2 separate regions of the Mus musculus genome follow, and region 1 is linked to region 2. Evidence: chromatin contacts called from public Hi-C data. All regions are on one chromosome and are shown on one strand. Each heading gives the region's core, a stretch centred on a gene start, on an enhancer-like site or on the middle of the called end of the contact. The rest is flanking DNA. Distances are from core to core; before and after follow the strand shown. Region 1 holds the start of Galnt3 (polypeptide N-acetylgalactosaminyltransferase 3). Region 2 overlaps Galnt3 (polypeptide N-acetylgalactosaminyltransferase 3).

Region 1 (6,836 bases), core at 847-3,346, 37 kb after region 2:
CAGGATGGACTGACTGGATGGCCAAGGCAGGAAGGGGAGTCCAAGAATGTTAGCACTCGAAGATACTCTACGGTTCTTAAGTCTTCATGATGGTGCTATAGAAAAACACTCCCCACCCACCCCCAATCCCATCCTTTACAGATAGAAACCAATGTCCCTTTGTTATTACAACTAACAGGAACATATTACTTTTGCCCCCTTCATGGTCTGATAATGCTTGCCCAGTAGTTAGAGAGTCAAAATTTAGGGGGTACTATCTGCTCAATGTTCAAATAGCACTTAGCACGTCAGTTTCTCAGGATGGAGACATGACTAAGAAGGTGGGTGAGGCTCTTGAAAACCCTTGGTTGAATTAACAATTATGTGTTGTTATAGTGTGTGGGGGGGTGGGGGTGGGGTTCTTTCTTCTTTTTAAAAAATTTTAATTACACCTCATTAAGAAACATGTAATGGCTAAGTATTTTACAATCTAAATATATATTTAGAAATATTTTTTTAAAAAATATATAGAAAGAAAGCATGTACAACCTAAATATATGTTTTTAAAACTTGGTAAAGGCAGAACTAAACACACCTAGAGAGTGGAACTTATTAATAAAATTTTCTATGAAAAAAAAATGTTGGTTAAAACAGTGTATAAGAAATGCTTGGTATGAATACACTGCCCAGAATGTTTCAACTAACATGCATGTTAGGTTTCAGTTGATGTTAAAGGTTAAAAAGAAATAATTATAGGGTGTGGTTTTGAACTCATATGTCTAAGTAACAAACTCAAAGTTAGATGATAAAAGTGGAATTTCTCACAACCAGAAACTCTCAAATTCAAATGTAACTTTCTGAATTTTTACAAAAGTATTTGAGTTCAGATGTACCTTAGGTAGTGTAACTTCAATATCAAGCCATAACTTAGAAACATTTTCTTAAAAAGAAAAAAAAATCAGAAAGGGGAGGAAGGTAACTTGATGGAGTTCCCAAAACAGAAGGAAGGAATTAAGTATTAAGTCTATGCTAAGAGTAGTTTCAACCTTAATTCATAGGCTTTCGAAAATCCTAATTAGGTAGACAGGAATTTGGGCTTGGCACTTCCAGGTTCAGACGTGGCAGGATGCTGAAACAAAGTTGGTTTTTTTTTTTTTTTTTTTTTTTTTGAACCTTTGAGTCATATGCCACAGGCACACCAGATCCGAGATACATTGGTCCTTAAGTCAACAGGTCCTCTAAGAGGAGGCAGCTGGTGAACCACAGTTCCATTTCCTCCTGCCACAAAGACCTGGACTCTGCCACCTTCAACCGGAAAGTGGGCGCAGCTCTGGCTCGGGGAGGGCACCCGGAAAAGTGCAGTGCGCGGGATGCCCAGGTCCCGACCACCGAGCGCCTTCCAAACCAGTCGGCAAGCTTCGTGATGGCTCTGGCTGCCGCCGTTTTCCAATCTAGGACTGTCTGGGCTTAGCGGGGAAAGTTGCCCGGCACAACCACAGCCCTCCCCGTAGCGGGTTTGGCCCACTCGGTACCCGGGAGTGGGCAGGCAACCTGCTAGCCCAAGTTGGCAAGCCTTGAGCAGCGCCTCCGCCAGAGACCCGCCCTCCCGAGGACTATCAGGGGGCCCAGGGGTACCAGGGGGACTTTCTGCCCCGGTGAGGCTCTGGGGCTGCCGAGGGGACCCGGCGACAGGAGTGATCGGTATCCCCGCCGGCCTCTCCCGAGGGGGAGCAACTGAAACCCGCTCTCGAGACCGCGTCCAACCGGCCGCGGGCAGCTCCGGGGCCGTCCCGCACGCTGTCCCCTTGCTGGGACTGCGGGAGCCCGGTCGGCTGGACGCCGGCTTACCTGGCAGGTGGGCAGGGCAGGCGGCGGGAAGCGGCGGCCGGCCGGGGCTCTGTCCGCGGGGGTCCAGAGCCAAGTGCAGGTGGCGACGCCGGCGACTCGGGTGGCCGTGGCTCTCGTGGCCGCTCGGCTCAACTCCTCCTCCGCCGCCGCTTCCTGCCTTCCCGCCGGGCCTCCCGCGTTGCCAAGCGAGGCCACGCCGAGGCTCCTCTTCCTCTGCGAGTCTCCCAGGTGAGCTCCCGCCGGCGACGTCGGCAGGGGCGAGGCCGGATCCCGCGCCTGCGCGCCAGCCCCGCGCCCCGCCCCGGTCCTACCTGAGCGCTCCAGGTGAGCCGCGGGCCGGCCGGGCGCGCGCCAAGCAAACTCCTCCGCCGCCCGCGCGCTGCCCGCCCGCCAGCCCTCCGCAGTGCCGAGCCTGCGCTGCCCCGCGCCGCGGCCACCTGGTACCCAGAGCCCACTGGCAGGGACGCTGAGAAATCTGAGCCGCACTTCCCCCTACCCCTAACCCCACGCGGTTCCTCTTCCTCTCCGGGTGGTCCAAACCCAGGGGTGCGGCGTTCCCCGGGACCCCTGGGAGACCGTGCTGCTTTCCTCCCGAGGCTCAGCAGCTTTGTCACCAGTTAGGTTGGTGAGCTTCCTTCCCCTGTAGCCTTGATTTCATCACTCCTCTCACTTGAGCGCAGCGAGTGGTTTCCGTTTCTGGCCGCCGGCGCTAGGGTAGGGAAGCCTCAGGTCCCAAGGAGGCGACTCCCTTTTTCAAAGTAGAGCTTCTGGTATTTTGGTCAAGTTTCAGTTGATTTGGGGTCCACCGTCACCCCTTCCTGGGTTGCTATCTATTGCAAGACCAACCAATCAATATCCACAGGAGAGGGATAGCAGCGCCCTCGGGGAGAACCCCTCTGCCAGGGTTTGGGCAGAGTTTGTGGTTTCCTGGAAAGGAATTGTTTTCACTGAAGAGTAGATTAAAAGCCAACATCTGTTCTGCAAGGTGAGAACCTACACTCTTAAACATGTTAGGCTTTGCCAGTGTGTTTGAGACACTTACACCGTGCCCCCCCACCCCTTCCACTATGCCTTCTGTTCTGGAGACGTTGACACTCAAAACCAGGACTTCAAATTGCTTTTACACATTTCTATGAACTTTTTATTTGACTATTCTCAAAAGTATTCAGGGAAGTGGAAAAACAGCTAAAGACTCTGGGCGACCTGTTTGATTCCGCAGTGATGAGTTTTCCTATAAAGAATGATGGAAGCCTTCCTCCCACATTTTGACACTCACGGTGTTTATTTCCTAACTTATGAGTTTTATATGTGAACTGGAACTAAGTTTTAAAATCTTAGTACATTATCAACAGGTGTTAGTTTTACTTGGCTTATGTGCAACATTTGTTGTAGTATAGTTTCACTTCATATAGCTTCATATAGTTCGGCAACTTAGGTAACTTTTTTTTTTCTTTTGCTTATTTCCAATTGTTTTGTAGGCATCCAGGAACTTTTGTATGACATTTTAGCATTATCATTTAAAAGTTCCTTCTTCCTCTTTCCCCTGAAAATAAAGATTTAAGAGGCACGTGTATATTGTGTATATTACCATAATAACTATCTACTGTGTATCTGTGGGCCGAAAACTAAAAACATTAATTTCCAAAACTCATTTTAATTTTTTGGTTCTGCAACGTCTTTTTGCTGCTTGTGTTTAAATGGAGAGAGATTAGTGCTCATCTTTGGGGGGATTTGGAGGAAATGTTAAGTGTATAAACCACAACATCCCTCTTCCCTTCCTGTGCACTGCCCACCCTAAAGGATGCGTGGAGCCGAAGATGGTCAGTTCTTACTCCTCACCGGGAGGCTAACAGTGACGGTTTCCACTGACAGGAGCAGGGTCAGAACAGGACGGCAGTATAGGATCGCAGGTGGAGGTGCACTGATGACTAGTCATAGCAGAAAACAACTGGGAAGGGCAGCTAGGGAAGGCTTACCAAAAGAGAATGAGAGAAAATAGGCCCCAAGTTGCAAGATGAGTGGCCAGAAAAGATAAGAAAGGTGTTTCGAGGTTATAGAAAAAATTCACTGCTCGGCTTATGATGACAGAGATGGCAGCCAAGCCCTCAGTGTTTCTGAATTAGCATATTTGTTCCACTTCATACGGTATCTGAACTGTTATTTCACATCATTCTGAAAGCAAGGTCTTAAAAATTAATTAAAAGTGTTTCTGCTTCATATTAAATTTAAAATGCTACAGGCCAAGAGAAACTATTATTGTACTGAAATGTTTAATATCCTAAGTCTAGTCAGATATAAGAATCTTGGAAGTACCATTCTACTCAAATTACGAAATGAATCATTTATTTCACAGGAGTGAAATTAACATCTCCTCACAAAGTGGAAATTCAGGAGGCTTGGTGCATGCATGTGTCTCTGAGACAAGCCTGTTTAATAGTACATATTTGGAAAAGTTAGGCAACAGGGCAGACTTCACACAGGAAAGAACTGCCACAAACACCTCTTCTCTCCCCAACACATACATGTATGTTCGAACACTAGTTTGTGACTAGTTAGAAGCTGCTAAGTTATGTAGACTTTAGATCCTCACTGGTTAATCATTTCGGTTAATGTCTAAACAAGCACCAAGATCATCCCCTGATATGTGGTAGCTTCTCGGGAAATATGTGCGAACTGAATAAGTCTGTCAAGTGCCATGAGATGGAACAAAACAAGCCATCAATAACACCCCAGTGTGTAAGGAAGGCATCCTGACCACAACATAGATGCTAAGAGTGACTGGCTTCAGATCATATAGAGAAATAATCTAAGGAAGAAAAAAATAGTGGGTTGGTAATCTAAAGGATATGGTTTGAAAAGCAACCAACTCTCAGAGGCCTTTCTTTTATCAGACACGATGTAAAGCGCCTTCCCTCCCAAGGGACACATCCCTTTCTTAAGAGTATCATGTGAGTCCATACAAAATTCTTTTACAGTCAAATTCATTTAAGTGGCATACGGTGGAGAATCATCATGGAAAAAATATATAATGAACAGGAAGAAATAATTGAAACAACTTACATAAAATTAAATTAGTAAAAAATGAATTCTAAAAGTATTATATAGTTTAATAAGTAAAATTGGGAACTTATGGCCAATATTCTGTATTTTTGTTCAGCTCATGAATTGTTTAATTGCTGATGCATCAGGCCTCATTCACGGCAGTGTGAAACATGTGCCTTGGCTTAGACTTTAGATCAGTTTTCCCTCATGGAATCCTCCTTCTGAGCTCAAAGTCTAACTGGGAGTTTTGGCTCAAAGGCCAAACAGACTGAAATAATGTCTACTAAAAGGAATAAAAGATTGGAAATGCTATTGGTGCAAAGAGGAGGAAGTGGTGTTATATCATCAAAGTGATACAGATGTATGAGCAATCAAAAAATAACGGATCAACATAATCTGACATTATATTAGTCAACACAATGAAGTCATCACAAGCACATAATTTGTATTATTCATTTGGACTCTTTTGGAGTTCTTGTTTTTGTTTTGTTTTATTTGTCTTACAGAAAGTCTCAGAATGATCATCCGGAATTTTGAAAATATATACACACTTCCATGAAACCATTTTACTGACTTAAATTGCAATTGAACTATGTAATTAAGGTTGCTTCCATTTAGTGGAGAAAACAAAAATTCTCTGAGTAGCACACACAAAAAAAATGTGCTTCCTTGATGATTGGCACATAGTAGGTACTCAATAAATATTTGATGAAATATATTGAATAGAGAGCAGAGTTTCAGGCTTTTAAGCATTAGCATAAAAGCAGAAAGAAGTGCTATGCTGAGTCAGACTAATATTCGATCTAGCTCACTCTGAATTCTGATGGTGGCATACAAGGACATTTCACAGAAAAATATAATAATGTTTTTGCATGATGTTAACCTCTGAGATCTATCCCTGGCTTGCACCTTTTCTAGACTGACCTTTCTTTTTCTGTACAGAGAGTATTCTTCATTCATTGCATATGAATTCATATTCACCACAGATTTTTTTAAAGCTAAGAAAAGCTATTTTTTAAAAATACTCAAAATTGTTCATAGCAAGATGGATCTGTGTGTGAGGAGTGTGTATGTGTGTGTGTGTGTGTGTGTGTGTGTGTGTGGTTTGTGCGTGTCTCTGTGTGTATGTGGTGTGTGTATGTATGTATGTCTGTGTGTGTCTCTGTGTGTATGTCTGTGTGTGTATGTGAGTGTGTCTGTGTGTATGTGGTGTGTGTGTGTGTGTGTGTGTGTGTGTGTATGTGTGTTTGTGTGTGCTGGATATTGAGTTTAGGACTTTTTCCATATTCCAGGCAACAAACACTCTACAACTTAGCTACACTCAAGCTTCCTCAAATATTTTCTATTAAATATATTTCTAGATATTTTATTACTAATGACTTTGTAAAAGTAGCACAGCATATATAGAAAGCAGCATGTCAAATAAAAAGGCAAGGTCATTTCGGGGATTTGTTTTGTAGCCTCAATTCTTTAACGTAATTTTATGAGTCAGTGAATTCATTTTGGTATTATTTCAAGTGTCTGTGTGGTATCTCTCTGTCAATTTGTTAATTATTACTGGACAATGAAGACTGCTTCCAAACCTTGCTATTCCAGACAGTTCTGCAACAACCACAACCATCTTCTCTTGAAACATTTATAATAACTCATTTTATTTCTATTAGGATATCTGGTAGACACCCCAAAAGGAGGGTGGGGTTGGCTGGTTGAGTGGGAAAGATGCTGAGGACCTTAGATTGTAGGCAAGAAAGAGGAGAGTAAAACATAAGTAAATCAGCCAGAAGGACTGGGGTGGACGTTTTGGACACTTTCCACAAGGTCTGGTCAAAGAGGCTTCATTTCATAAAGTACACAGGAAAAGAGCTAAACCAGGAGAGGCACCAAATATCTTCAACTATGCACAGATTTTACACAATTGCCTTAACTTTGTAGGTAAGAACTTAGGCTTCAATGGAATCTGACGTATT
Region 2 (6,598 bases), core at 2,035-4,534:
AAGATTCACAGTTAAAAGATAAATGCAAACACGGCCTGATGGTTTCACTAAAGATAAAGAGAGATTTGTATAACAAATATATCTGATTCCTAACTTTAAATCTAAGATCAACTGAGGGTGATAATAAATTGATGGCTTTTGTTTATAACACTATAATTCACGCACGGTACTACTATTCACTCAATATGAAACATTTCAAAATGAAGAGGGAAATAGAGAGCAAGACCTGAAATACATTTTTAAGCATGGAATGTTCCACTGGTATTCAGATGACCGACTTCAAAGTCAGAAAAGCTGGTTTCATGGCATGTTACTACTATCACGAAAAACTAGTTTTAGATAAGAATATGATCAAGCCAAATCTTGAACATTTTTAAGAACAGGCAATCTGTTCTATATTCCTTTAATGCTAGATTAATTAAAAATGTACTAAAACAGAGGAAGACATAGTTAGCAATTTTATATGAAAAACACTCTCTTTGGCTCCTTTAAGGAAAACAAACAAACAAATGTGATTTTCAAAATCCATTATAAAAGCAAGCCAACAAACAAATCAAAAGAAAGAAGACCCCTAAAGAATGGGGAGTGGTAGAGGGGCAGACCAGGAGGGGGGTGAAAACTAGACTGTAAAAAAAGATTAAAGATTAAAAAAAAAGTCAAGGATAAACTATTAATTCTTTATAGAAGTTTTTCACCTACAGAAGCCAAGCGTAACTTTATCACTAGTTGTTCCCAACTAATTAATACTTAATCCCTAGATATATTCTCTTATTACATGGGAAGACATGTGTAATAGTGGAGTTGTTAAAGGTGAAGAAGTGCTGATATATAGCATAGTAAAGCAATTAGAGCTCTTCAAAGTTAGCTTGAGAATGGACGAATGAACCAATGAATGAGCCAATCACCTTCCGAATCTCCCATATCTGTTCTCCAGGGGCGATGGTCCTGTGACCTTTATAGACACATGCCTTCAGCTGGACGACACCCTGAGTAGCATGAAGACACAGCTCCTTCTGGATGTTGTGCCGGATTTCACGCTGAGCAGAATACTCGAAGTACTGTGGAAAGGAGAGACTCGTGATTGACAAAGGAATTCTGTGTGCCCAGTTGCAAAATAAAACAAGATCAAATCCAACCAGCTACCCCTACAAAGAAAACTCATGAGTTCTTCAACAAATGCAGTAAAAATATCAGAAATGTAAGCTGAGGCATTAGTTACGACAGGCTCTGTGGAGGTCTTCCATTACCAGCAGTGGCTACTTTCTACAATGTTCTTGTCTTTCCCAAGTAGAAACTGGAAATTACAAGGTAGGGTGGAGGCTAGCAGAAGTGTACTATAGAAACCAGCCTGGAATGTTCTAGTAAGCAGCTCACTGGCTGCTTCTTCTCTCGTCCCCTTATTCATCTCAACCAAAGCATTTCCACAAACGCACAAACTATAATGCATATTCTGAGTCTGTTTTTGCTTCCCCCCTCCCATGCCCCATGACAGGAGTACCAATAACCCCTGCCCACCAAATTACTAAAGCCACCAAATGAATGGGTTGGCAGGTGTAAATACTTTCAGCAAAGACCAACACATGTCCAACACTTGGTACGCCACGGCTCCTCACTATTCTCTCTCGCTCTTCGTGCCCAATGAACAAGCCTCTAAGTTCTGCTGAGTTTCTTCTCTGATGTTATTTCACTCATTCTTACTCTGGCCTCATTTCTCTGACTCAGTTATCTCTTAATTTGCCCTGCAGTGCCAACTTCTGACCTGTGATGCAGCAATTCTGGCAGCTGTTTGTTAGCCCTTTAAAGCTTTAGTTTGGTGTGCTAACAGACCTGCTTACTGTGGCTGTCTCCCTGACAAGCAATGGCAGGACTCATGCTCAGAGCGGCCACTCAGCTGTAGTAGGACCATCCTACTTTACACAAATCTATGTCTACAGAGTCTGCTCTATTGCCAGGCTGCTGCGCTGAATGTCCTGCAACCCCTTCTCTGCTTTGCTAGCTCTTTAAGAGCTACATCAAGAAGTATTTTACCTGTTTCTCTCTCCTCGATTTTCCCCTTTGGTGGAAAACTATAACTCTCAAGGCTTCTACAGGAAAGCAGAGGTAACAGACTATATTACCAGGATTGTAAGTGTAGCCAGTTGGATTCTCTGGGAGCTAAAGCTAAGCACTATATCAACTAACAATACTCATATTCACTGTCATGGCAGGCAATTTACAGACTGAACTATCTTCTTTGTCCCACAGTAACATCCATTATAAATCAAATATTTAATAATGTTGGCAGTCTGAGGATAAAATGAGTTAACAGAACGGATTTTCAATAATGCAATGATTCCTGCTAGCACTAATATTTATTGAGCCCTTATTATGTGCCAGGCAGGCCCTGTGCTACAGTAAACACCCCACAAGCATGAGCAGAATTCTGAGCCTTGAGCCTAAGCGCCTCGGCTGGCTCTCGCACTTAACTTCTCTTCTCCTGCAAGTAAAACACTAATTGATCTTGTAACCTGCTTTTCAGGCAGAAGCATTGTAAAAACAATAACAACAACAACAACAACAACAATAATAAATGGCCTCAGAAGGAGAAAGAAACAACATCCTAACTATAACTAAGTTATAATTTAAATAGATTCACTTTTAGTTTAGCTACAATAAACCTCAAAAACTCAAAGACAATAAGAAGGGCTAGCCAGTATTTTACATCATTATTATTAAAAAGTCACTCAGATGAAACATGGAGGGAGAGGAGAAGAGTTGAAAATATTTTGGGAACAACAACAAGAGCTGAAAATAAGTGAGAGACATGTCACTCAGAACCTGGACACACCCTCTAGAAAAGAATGTGCATAAAGTCTTAGCTGTCGTAAGGCTGCAATGAAGTAGTCGCACTGGACCAGAGTAGTCTCCAATCCAAAAAATAGTTACCATGCATTGTCTTCAGAAATAGTGTTATAAGAGGGTTATATGCCATAAAACACCATTACGTGATCAAAATGGAAGAAAATGAGAAAACGCTCAAGACTTCTGAATTTGAGTTCTCACAGAACTAGAAACTGCAGCATAGTTGAGGGAAATACTTGATTAGAAACAATATGACTCCTCTCTCACCCACCACCTGCCTCGGGCAGGAGAGCCAGCCGAGGGGTTAGAAGAGAGGGAGATCTGGTCCAGACCCTTGTCAGCTGCAGCACTCAAGACAGCAGGCCCCACACCTTGACTGGGCAGCACCGCAGAGCTGACTCTGGTGGCCTGGGTAGAGGTGACCCAGCCCCAAGGGAATGAGAGCAGGAGAGCTGGCCCTGTTCCTTGCTGGTTGCAGCAAGGGGTGAACTAATCAGGACAGTGCTAGAGCAGGAACAATGGGCTGACAACTCAGCTACTACTCAAGCCTCCATCCAGGGCTCTGAGTTGGCTCACCCAATATCTACCCCATCTCTATGAACTGCTGGAGCCAGTGAAAGGGCCAGGCCTGCAGATCCAAAGCTGCAGGACCTCCACGACACAGGGCAAGCACAGGCTATCTGAGAGGAGTCCCACTGAGGATCCAGTGTTGATGATGTGGCAGAAGCCAGAGATCTCAAAACAGGCCAATGACTCATTGCAGCGAACATTTGCAAGTAAAGATGTTTGGACAAAGGGCTATACTGTGGGGACACACTGTGACACACTGCAACTTTCACAGCAAGATTTACTTTTTAATGATTTGCTTTGCTTTTTTTTTAAAAATTTATTTGGCGGGGGGAGGTTGCAAGGGCAGAGGGCAGATACAAAGGGTCAGGGAGATGAGTGGGATTGGGGTGCATGATGGGAAATTCACAAAAAACTAAATGAAAATAAAAGCAATAAAAAGTTAATTTAAAAGAATCTGACTGCTCAAATGTTAGTTGGACAAGGATGACACCAATGGGCAGGCCAAAGTGGACAAGGGTGAAGCCTATGAGGCCTCAACCCTGCAGACTGAGAACTATAGAACTACAGACCTATAGGCAACGGCTATAGACACACACACACACACACACACACACATCACACACACACACATATGTGTGTGTATGTGTGTGTGTGTGTATGTATATATATATATATATATATATATATATATATATATATATATATATATATGCTATAATTAGTGAAACTGAGGCCATCAATTTGAAGGAGAGTGGGGAGGAGTATATGGGAGGGAGGGAAGGAAGGGGAAAAATAAAAAACTAACAAGTAAAAGATATCATCAGTAACTGTGTTAGGATGACAGAAGACAGAGTCATCTGAAAATATAAACCAGACATTATTCTCCTGCTTAAAAACCTCTAGATGGCTTCTGTTTAATTCAGAATTAAATCCATCTTCCTTAACAGGTCTGCAGAGCTCTGTCCAACCAGGTTCCTTATCACAATCTCTGACCTCATTTCCTCCACTCCCTGCCTAGAGTGCTCTGCGCTGGCCACCCCGGCCTTCTGTGTGCTCTGTGAACCTGCTCTACGTGGCTGTTCTCCCCAGCCTGCATTCTGATGCCCACCTCCATCTAAGAGGACAGTGTCCAAAGTCTTCCTTATCTGAATGTAATCTTGAGTCCATCACTCACATTATCTCAGCCCCATCTTCCCTAGAGCCCAAAATACATGCTTTCACTTCTTATGAAAAAAGAATGCTTCTGTGATAGAAGCTCCCCAAAGTCAGTGACTGTCAATTCCTGTCGCAGCACAGGTTGGGTCACAAATACTTTTTAATGAGTTATTTCCCTCCTAAACTTCTTAAAGGTAGCCTATTTCATTGATAATTTTAAAATAATTTATAATTCTTTATGACAGTATCTCCTTGGAAAAGATAAAAAAAAGCACATAAAATGATACACACACTATATTTTAAGGTAGTATCTGCAGTAAATTGTAACAAAAAGAGTAGTAATAATATACTTTAAGATAAATAGAATTCTGAAGAGAGCTTGAGAGAAATGTCTAAGTATTAACAACCATTGGTAATATATTTATAAATGAGGAAATAAGCATATTGTTGTTATAAAACAATATAATTATTTATATAACTATTGTTCTTAGGTAGGAAGGGAAATTAAGATTATATATGCACATACATATATACATACAAATAACATTATACAGACATATATATATATATATATATATATATATATATATATATATATGTGTGTGTGTGTGTGTGTGTGTGTGTGTGTATTCTCTCTTTACCACACACACTAAAAGAGGTATATATGTACATAAATATATATGTATATGTATGACTATAAGCACTCCCATACATTTCAGAATTCCTTGTCAGTGTGATGACCTTTCACCAGCTCTAGCTTGTTACATACTCCATGCTGTCTGATTATTTTATGCAAACAAAGACTGAAACTAGATTAAGCTGGGTTTAATGAATAGGAAGATGGGTAGAAGGAGACTGCCCAGGAGATAAATTGATCCTTTCATCATAATATGGATACTTACAAAGTTCTATCAAAGTGCGCACAAGGTAGTTCAGTGAAAATCCTGCTCCAAAATCTAGGCAACTCCTCACCAGGCAAAGGTTCTGCATGGTGTTCTCTGCATAGCCTTCTTCACACTCTTCTCATCCCAGTCCCATCCCCACCAAGCACCTCTCTGGGTCTTGACTCACCTCTCAATGTACAGACTAAAATGCTATCTTTCTTGGGAAAACCCACGACACCTCATCCAATTCGGATGTGGTTTTATACAGCTATGTAGCACCCTAGATTCCTCACTCCAGCCAGACCTTATGTTACTGACTATAAAGGCTGGTTCTGCAATGCAGGTGTTTCCTAAGGGAGCTGGGAGCCAAGTGGACTGGTACTCAGTGGTCAGTCAGGGAACTTGCCCATTAAAGGTGAAGAAAGTCTAACCCTTCTGTGCATTAACTTGCAAATGCTGAGGTAAAAACAGCTCAAACCAAGATTAGTATTTTCTACATCTTGTAATCCAGGTAGAAACATTTTACATTTGCCCCTAATTGGGAAAATAGTAAAAACAAAGATGTCAGTAATGGGGAGAGGGAGGGGCAAAAAGCATCTGGATGATGTCAGTGATAGGGGGAGGGGAGAAAAGCATCTGGATGATGTCATAATGGGTGGGAGGAAGCATTTGGATGCAGGGTACTGAAGCGATCTCTGCCCCCTAAAGAACTTACAATGCAGCTGTGTCCGCATTAACACTAGATGCAACTTGCTATTAGATTTAATACGGTCTGCACCTGACACCTCACAAAACCTCCATACCAAGAGTCACACAAATAAAAAAAATTACATTAAACACACACACATATGCACACACACTCCAATGATATCATTCTTTTTAAAATTATCTTTTCTATTGATCAAATGGGTAACTTCAGATTATTTTTAGAGTCAAAGTTAAAAGCCATAGTAAAGTACTCTACCCCTTTAATATTACCATGTGTAGCTTAAAGACATCTCCACACCAGTTTCCCTCACCCCAGTTTACCGCAGCTGTTACTTCTGGAAACACACAGCACTAGCTGTGTCTGCCAGCGCTCTGAGGAAACAGACCGTCCCAGGCCGTGCTTACCTGATTTCCCCCGAGGCCGTGGCACGTGTACAGAA

Evidence for each region. Hi-C and Micro-C count contacts between places; a contact is called where the count stands out from the background.
Region 1: a Hi-C map of the N1E-115 cell line shows a contact between it and region 2, with 4 times the contacts expected there. The contact joins the promoter of Galnt3 here to the enhancer-like site in region 2. A contact is called at or near these places in 2 of 484 Hi-C or Micro-C datasets (the N1E-115 cell line and nephron progenitors), 4 of 115 datasets of contacts at active chromatin or transcription factors (CD8 T cells, embryonic stem cells and epiblast stem cells) and 3 of 9 other capture datasets (adipose tissue, liver and pancreatic islet).

Annotation. Positions count from the first base shown.
Region 1 is chr2:66,122,697-66,129,532 of GRCm38.p6, forward strand. Galnt3 (polypeptide N-acetylgalactosaminyltransferase 3) reads right to left here and starts at 2,097. Exons shown (of 11, transcript NM_015736.2): 1 at 1,828-2,097.
Region 2 is chr2:66,084,332-66,090,929 of GRCm38.p6, forward strand. It overlaps Galnt3 (polypeptide N-acetylgalactosaminyltransferase 3), which reads right to left. Exons shown (of 11, transcript NM_015736.2): 9 at 6,564-6,598; 10 at 906-1,058. Among named protein-coding and RNA genes, the nearest start is that of Galnt3, 37 kb to the right of the region's middle. Within about 2 kb of position 3,285, at least 2 of the 459 cell types and tissues checked have an H3K27ac peak or open chromatin away from gene starts, as enhancers often do. A contact at or near this core is called in the N1E-115 cell line, where this site is marked.